Regions from separate parts of the Sus scrofa genome. Here region 2 is linked to region 1. Evidence: chromatin contacts called from public Hi-C data. All regions are on one chromosome and are shown on one strand. The core of a region is the stretch at or near the end of the contact, and the rest is flanking DNA. Distances in the headings are between cores, read along the strand shown. Region 1 overlaps ABLIM1 (actin-binding LIM protein 1). Region 2 holds the start of ABLIM1 (actin-binding LIM protein 1).

Region 1 (3,523 bases), core at 540-3,039:
ACCTACATCACAGCTCACAGCAATGCCGGATCCTTAACCCACTGAGCAAGGCCAGGGGTCGAACCTGCATCTTCATGGATACTAGTTAGATTCGTTAACTGCTGAGCCACGATGGGAACTCTGTGACTTTTTTAATGGTTCTGAGGCTGAACTGATGTTCTGTGAGGAAGTGTGAGATTTCGAGAAGCGCATTGACTTTAAAAATGCAACGTAATGATTGGGTGGCTATGCAAGCAGGAAATCATTTAATTTTGGGACACTCTCTCTGAAGACCGTAATCATTCAGATGGGTTTGAGCTGTCTCTGTCATGTAGCAGTAAGTTCAGAGATTTCTTTCCTGGGTGACTTTGAACTCTGTCTTTAGTGGTTTTAGTACATCATGTTGAAGTGTGAGGTAAAAATTATTGAAAAAAACGTTAGTGATATTTGTACCTGTTGTAGTGAAAGGTTAGAATCTTCCTTCAATTAGGATGAGGATACAGCAGGATATGAACAGGCCCATTTGCAGGGTCAGGCTTTGGGGCCAGGAGACAGCAAGATTCAGGTTAAGAGGGATTTGAAATTTATAACTACAGTTGCTTGGAAACCAGGACATCAGGAAGCACCAAGGATGATGCAAGTTTCAAAGATCAAGGGAGGATAGAACCTAGAATTCAACAGGTCAGAAGATCTGAAAAAGTGGTTCTCCCAAACTGGGCAGGGACTGTCCATCTCAGCCCCTGTTTTATTTTTTGCTGATGCTGCCTGCCACAGTCCTACAGTTGAATCTGGGACATGCCAATGCACCTTGTTTTTCTAGTGTCATCAGAATTTTCGCCAACATATAGCTTGAAGGTATTTCAAATATATTTTAAGCATTATTGCATTCAGCTGACTTTTTAAAAGCACAAAGTGGTAAAGTAATATTTCTATCTACATATTGGTCATTAGATTTAAGAGCATTTTATGTTTTTATAGACGACCTTATCATGTGTACTGCTAATTTCAATGCTGTTCCCGGATTCACATTTAGATAGCTGTCACTGGACGTACCGTTTATATTTTTCCCAGCACAAATATCACCTTTATTATTTTAAAAAATTGTTAAGGAATAGGTATAATTGTCAGTTTTTTATGGATGCATCATTGTTTTACAATATCATACTAGTTACAGGTGTGCAACATAGTGAGTCAATATTTTTATACATTACAAAATGGTGACCACAGTAAGTCTAGTTATCGTCTGTCGCCATGCGAAGTTATTACAATATATAATTGTCAGTGTTACTGCTTTCTCAGCAGGGGCTGAAATGTACATTGCGGTGGTTGTTTTTTAATATACAGCTGGTCCGCCAACACACCCATCTAATTTTTTGACTCGGTTTGGCTTGGCTTGATAATCAAACCCCAAATGGCAATAAGGATTAAATCACTTCAGCCCATTTATTACTTTCTTATTTATGAGGTCGTTGGCTTAACACAAGCAGTATCTGTGTTTTATTTCATATCCCAGGGCCAGGCTACTCTTCACAGATTCCAGATGGTATAACGGTAGACTTCAAGACCAGTGCTTTCTGGTTCCTAGGCTTTTCTGGTTTCTGAGGGGCACTTTAGGATTATGGAAGTGGTTCTAGAAAAACACCACCACTTGTCAAAATCTCTTTGGCAGACACTCTAAGCTCTCTTTGTAGGTACCTTATCTAAAAACATTCCTTTGCTGGCAAGTGTTGAGGTCATCCTGTTCCACAAATGGCAAGGCAGGGAGACCTACTGGCTTTCCGTTGGCAAAGGATGGGTGGTTAGAGATTTTTCCAGTAACATAGAGATTTATGATTACTCATCCATCTTCCTACACTCAGTCTCCTTAGTGACAGAGGCACACATGCTGTGTTGTAATATTTGACTCCTGGACGCCTGTTCCCACTTTGCAAATACAATTTTGACTTGACCACAACAGCAAGTCTTACTAAAACATTTTCCATTTTAGGACAATTATCTTTATTTATTAAAGTAATAAAAATATAAATGAAAAAAATAAATGGGGTTCCAATTGGCTCCCACATCCCTGGAAATGAAAGTGGAAAATTTTTTGTTTATCTGTGTCCAAGAGAAATTAAGAGCAGTGCTATATTGGTGCTACAGATAAGAACATAAGTAATCTCAGATCCTGGGGAAATCATTGCTCTTCAGACTGAGACACTTCAGCATTACTCCAAGTAGGAGTCTGCCTCTTCTCTTCATGCCATTCCTTGTACCTGAAACATATTACAGGAACTGAAACTGGAACTGGAGGGCTTGAGAGAGCGTCTTAGACTTGGAACTTCTTGAGGGCAGATACTCAAGGATCCGTCTTATCTCTGTAAACCTTTGCAGTACCTATAGCTGCATTATGTTCATGGTAGGGGGAAAGATTCCATAAGCTGTACTTGCTAACTTGCTGAGTTTCTGCAGTCTTGTGAGCTGCTTTAAATCTCTTCTGGAACCAGTGTCAGTAGTATGTCCTCACTTAAAAACTATTCCAGGGAAGAACTTTCTTAACCTCTTGAGTATACTTACCTAAGTATTAGAGATTTTTCTTTCTTTACGTGATGAAAGTCATACTAAAGAGAGCTTACCTTTGGGAATCTTACCCATTTGTTGTAAAGAGAAGATTTCACCCTTTTGCAAACTCAATAATCCATGTAAAATAATCTATTGAGACTTTGATGCCACGAGAAGTCAAGTCATGGACAAGAAAGCACATCACCCTATTACGTGCCCAATGGTCTGGGAAGGCTTCTTCCTGCAGGGAGTTGAGCTGAATCTCCATGGATTGGATGGATTTGGAAAAGAGGCGTGTGAGGAGGGCCTCCCAGAGAAGGAGGATAAGGGGAGCAAAGTATGAGAGTTGGGGAGATTAGAGGGAGTGTTTAGGAGAAACCAAAGACCAGTTTGACTAGCATGGTGACTTTGGGAGAATGAGATATTATAGATAAGGCTGGAAAAGTGGGTGAGGAATACATGGCACAGAACCATGAATATAAGCTTATGCAGTTTGGACTTTGTGTGTAAACAAAAAATCATTTGGAAGGTTTTTGAGCAAAGGAGTGACACAATCTCGGTGGTATTTTTGGAAGATTTGATTGCAGAGCCAGGTACAGGGTGCATTAAATTCGCTGACAGGAGATTGGACAGGAAGACCAGTTAGGGTTACTGAATCCACCTATTAAAGTCTCAAGGCCCTGAAATTGGGAGTTAGTGATGAAAATACAAAGGAAGAATTAGATACCAAACACATCTTGCTGAAGTATGACAGCAGCAGCGCCTTTGCTTCTGATACAGGTGGTATTGGGCAGAAATACCTGATCTGTTAGTTATTGGGAACAAACAAGTCCTTTATCGAATTAAAAGGAAACTGAATTTGGATATTGCAAATCAGTTTTCCCATGCATCACTTGTGTTCTTTGGGTACTTGTGACCTCTCCAAGTTTTTCTCAACAGGTTCCAGTTCACTGTATAAATAATTAGTTTCAGCCCAGCATGCTACAAGAAGGGTGCCTTTTAA
Region 2 (3,692 bases), core at 580-3,079, 48 kb before region 1:
AATGTGGATAGTTTGAGAATATTTCAGGAGGAGGCAGTATATACATTTATTTGGGTGAGGGGGAGGGCATTTGGGAAGAGCAATGGGAATGAACAATGAGAATGAGGGAGAATAGATATTGTGATATATTTAACAACAGAGGGAAAAGTATCCTGTCTACAACATTTTCTCAAAGGAGTAGCTAGAGATGATGCTGGAGAGGTAAGAGCATAGATTGTGAAAGTCCCCAAAATTTTCGTGGACCTTAGCTCCATAGAGACATGGACAATGTCTTTTCAGTTCACTCTGGTACCAACCATAGAGACTGGTATATAGTATGTGCTCAATAAAATGCCATTGAATGGATTAACTGTATGGATAAAGACACTTTGAAATGTTGAGCTTTATCTGGAGATTGGCGAGACTCATTTGGAGTTTGAAGATGTCACATTATAAATAGTGTTTTAGGAAAATAGGCAATAGACAATAGACAAAATAAACTGGAGGGAGTGAAGGGAGGATGTAGGGAGAGCAGTGGCTTTCCTGTAATCATCCTTTGGGTGAGAAAGGTCAACAGTGAGCTGAGATAGTGGGAAAGAAGAGCTGTTTTGAAACTGAAGCAAATGGATTGTGATTTGTTGGCAGGTTTTTCTCCTAGAAGATATGAAGGGGATGTTGTCAAGATGGATAAATAATGAGTTAATTTTTGTAGTTGGTAGTTTGAGAATTTCTACTCTCATTATTTGGCTTTTTTTCTAATATTTCCTTCCCCACATGATTATTTGATTGAGCTTTTTTTCCCCAATGATGTCAATTATCCACCAATCATTTTTTAGAGATTTTTTTCACCTATTCTTTGAATATTTCTGAATTATCAGACTTACACAGCTCTCATCGTATCAGGATAGATTTGGGAACTGCTTACATAGAAAACAACTAGAATATCTGTTGTGAGGGTGTATAGAGAAATAGCTACAGGGAAGGGAGTGTGAATTCCTGAAACTGCAATTCAGGGATCAGTCTTAGAGGTTTAATAAGTTACTGCACTGTTCCTCAAAGCTTAGAACCCCACCTCTTCAGTTCAGAACTTCTTGATCTGGTGGCTGTTGGAAGGTTGCTTACTAGCATGAAGCTCTAGGTGATAACCCTCCAGGGCAGAAGGAGACTGTTCTTGTATTTTTTCTTTTTACTCTGATACATAGGAAAGGTGGATTTGTTTAGAGTGTCCGTTGTATTCTCCAAGCTTAGCTCAGCCCCGCCCCTCCCTGACCCTTCAGAGGATACGATGTGTTTAGACATTTCTTGAGTGTCAGTTGCCTCAGGATACTGCACTAGGTCAGCCCTGTTCTCCAGGGATACCTCAAAGGTCCCGGGAGGAAGAGTCCGCCCATCCCACCCGGGCCGACTTCGAGGGGTGCCACTGGTCCCTACTTTTACTTTGACCTGCGTGCGGACCACCCAAAGCCCTCCTCCCACTGAGGGCCAAGCCCCCCAGGCAACCGTGGTCTCCCCGCCTGACCTGAGCATCACTAGGGGAGGGGACAGAACAGTTTCTTTCTTACTCTCTCCCTCTGAGATCAAAGCGGGAGGCCGGAAGGCCACCCAGAACGGCAACACTGGTATTATTACTACTATTATTATTTTTTTAACGAGGACCCAGGTCGGGGAAGGGAAGACGCAGGCCTCATCGCACGCCGCACCTCCGCTCGCTTGGGGACAAAAGCTCGGGCAGGCGGCGCGCCCCCGCGGCCGCTGGACCCGGTGGGCCTGGCTGCGGGCCGGGCGGGGGAGGCGGGAGGCGGGCCCCGCCCAGCGCGGGCCTCGGGCTGTCAGCGTTGCCGCGCCCGGCGGATCCCCGTGCCCGCCGCGTCCCCGCCCGCCGGCCGCGCTGCGCCCAGCGGCGCCAGGTGTCCTGCGGGAGGCGTCCCCGCGCGGCCAGCCGCCTCCCCGCGCGGGCGGGCGCGGGTGCACCGGGTGCGGCTCGGGGCTATTTTCCTCCCCACGCCCTGGCAAGTGTCTCCGGCGCCCTCCCTGCTGCGGCTCCTGCTGCCTGAACCATGTCCGCGAGGGGTAAGTGGGGGCCAGGTGGGCACCGTCCACGGACCCCGCGCCCGGTCCGGCGGGGCGGACTCAGACCAGGGCGGGCCGGGCAGGTGCGCGAGGGCGAGGGGCTGCGAGAGCCGCGCCGGCCGCAGCCCGGCCTGAAACTTTGGCATTAGATCCCCGGGCTCTGGGCGGCCGGGTGGGTGGGGGTGGTGAGGGGGTGGTGGTGGAAGGAAGCCCTCGCCCTTGACCTTGATCCCCGGATGTGGGCGAAGGCTGAGGGCCAAGGTCGGTGTCCGGCTTACCTGTACCAGTCGCACGTCTGGGCTGGGAGGGCGCGGGGGGATGGGCTCGCCGCTGCCAGGCCGGCCGGAGAGCGGCCTGAAGGGTTGACCGGGAGGGAGGAAGAGGTATTTTTTTCCTCCTTTCTTGTTAGCATTTTGCAGCTTGGTTATGGAAGGTATCCAGGGCTTGATGCAGTAAGATTTAAAGCTGCAGTAGCTTACACTCCATTAACAAAAAGTAAATTCTACCTGTACTCTTTCGCATTGATCTCCCTTTCACCTCAAGGCGTTTTCTTTCTGGAGTCAACAGATTACTGCAGGTGAAACTGGGCAAAAGAAAAAAAAAAAAATCAGAATTGCTTTTTAGGCAATAGGGAAGGGAATGTATTTCTTGCCATCTGGAGCCAGCGGTGATGCTGGGAGAGTGGGTTAGTCATAGCTCAGTGGCTGCTACTATGAGTGAAATATTAAAGAGATCAAGTCATTGTGCAGCTTGCCAGCAATTAAGGCAAAGTGACTTGGTTTCTCTGCCATAAGCCTTTAAGGAAAATATTGATTATTTTTAGAAAGTACATTTGCAAAGCAATAAGTATCACCCCTTTTGATACCCTGAAGCTTTAAGAGGAGTTGAGGAGTAATTTTTTTTCACCCCAAAGGGTTAACCTTGCTTTCTGAGAGGAGTGTAAGAATTTCATAGGTATCGGATAATTAAGTGTTGCCTTTCAGGGTTCATTCTGGGGCATGTAAGGAATAAAGTAAATTCTATCGATTGTTTAAACTCTTTTTTTAAAAAACTGGTCTTTGATGGTCTGGCAATGTGGTTGGTTGGTTCTGTGCCTGGAAATGGGGTGATGCCGGGGAGTCGCAGTGAGGGAAATTTACATCATAGATCTCACCTGGGGTGATATGGGGCCCTGAGACACTACCTGCCTGATGAAGCCTAATGATTTCTATGTATTAGAGAAAAGAAAAAAGAGGGTGGAACAGATATGATTACAGGGAACTGGATGTTTGTATGGGATCTTCCATGTGATCTCAACTGCATAATCTCTGAACTGTGTTCTAAGACAGGCTTTTGGTCCTGACCTCTGTCCTAAGTACAAAGAACACGTGGGGACCAGTTCTCATAGGTTGTAAAACTCTCTGTGGTCAGAGTCCACTTCTGATGTGGCTTTGTGCCACCCAAACCTCTTAGTACACAGATCCTTGCACTTTGTAGGAGCCAAGTAGCTCCTGGGAACCTTGGTCTGTCCTAGGAGGCAACAAGTTCATTACATAACCCCCCAGTTTCACCTTGCCTCTGGCCCCTTCTATTACAAGGTCCCTGTGGTTTATCTAAGGATACAAAATGAAGATGGCCCCATTGATTCAGAGGCTAGAGCACTG

The links. Hi-C and Micro-C count contacts between places; a contact is called where the count stands out from the background.
Region 2: a Hi-C map of liver shows a contact between it and region 1, with 3 times the contacts expected there. The contact joins the promoter of ABLIM1 here to the enhancer-like site in region 1. A contact is called at or near these places in 1 of 5 promoter capture datasets (liver), 7 of 47 Hi-C or Micro-C datasets (fetal heart ventricle, heart right ventricle, liver and 1 more) and 1 of 2 datasets of contacts at active chromatin or transcription factors (skeletal muscle).

What each region holds. Positions count from the first base shown.
Region 1 is chr14:125,058,952-125,062,474 of Sscrofa11.1, reverse strand. The region is part of intron 1 of ABLIM1 (actin-binding LIM protein 1); the gene reads left to right. Among named protein-coding and RNA genes, the nearest start is that of ABLIM1, 48 kb to the left of the region's middle. Within about 2 kb of position 1,789, at least 9 of the 83 cell types and tissues checked have an H3K27ac peak or open chromatin away from gene starts, as enhancers often do. A contact at or near this core is called in liver, where this site is marked.
Region 2 is chr14:125,106,857-125,110,548 of Sscrofa11.1, reverse strand. It overlaps ABLIM1 (actin-binding LIM protein 1), which reads left to right and starts at 1,829. Exons shown (of 22, transcript XM_021073372.1): 1 at 1,829-2,049. The coding sequence starts at 2,037. LOC110256765 (a long non-coding RNA gene) reads right to left here. Exons shown (of 3, transcript XR_002338710.1): 1 at 2,328-3,692.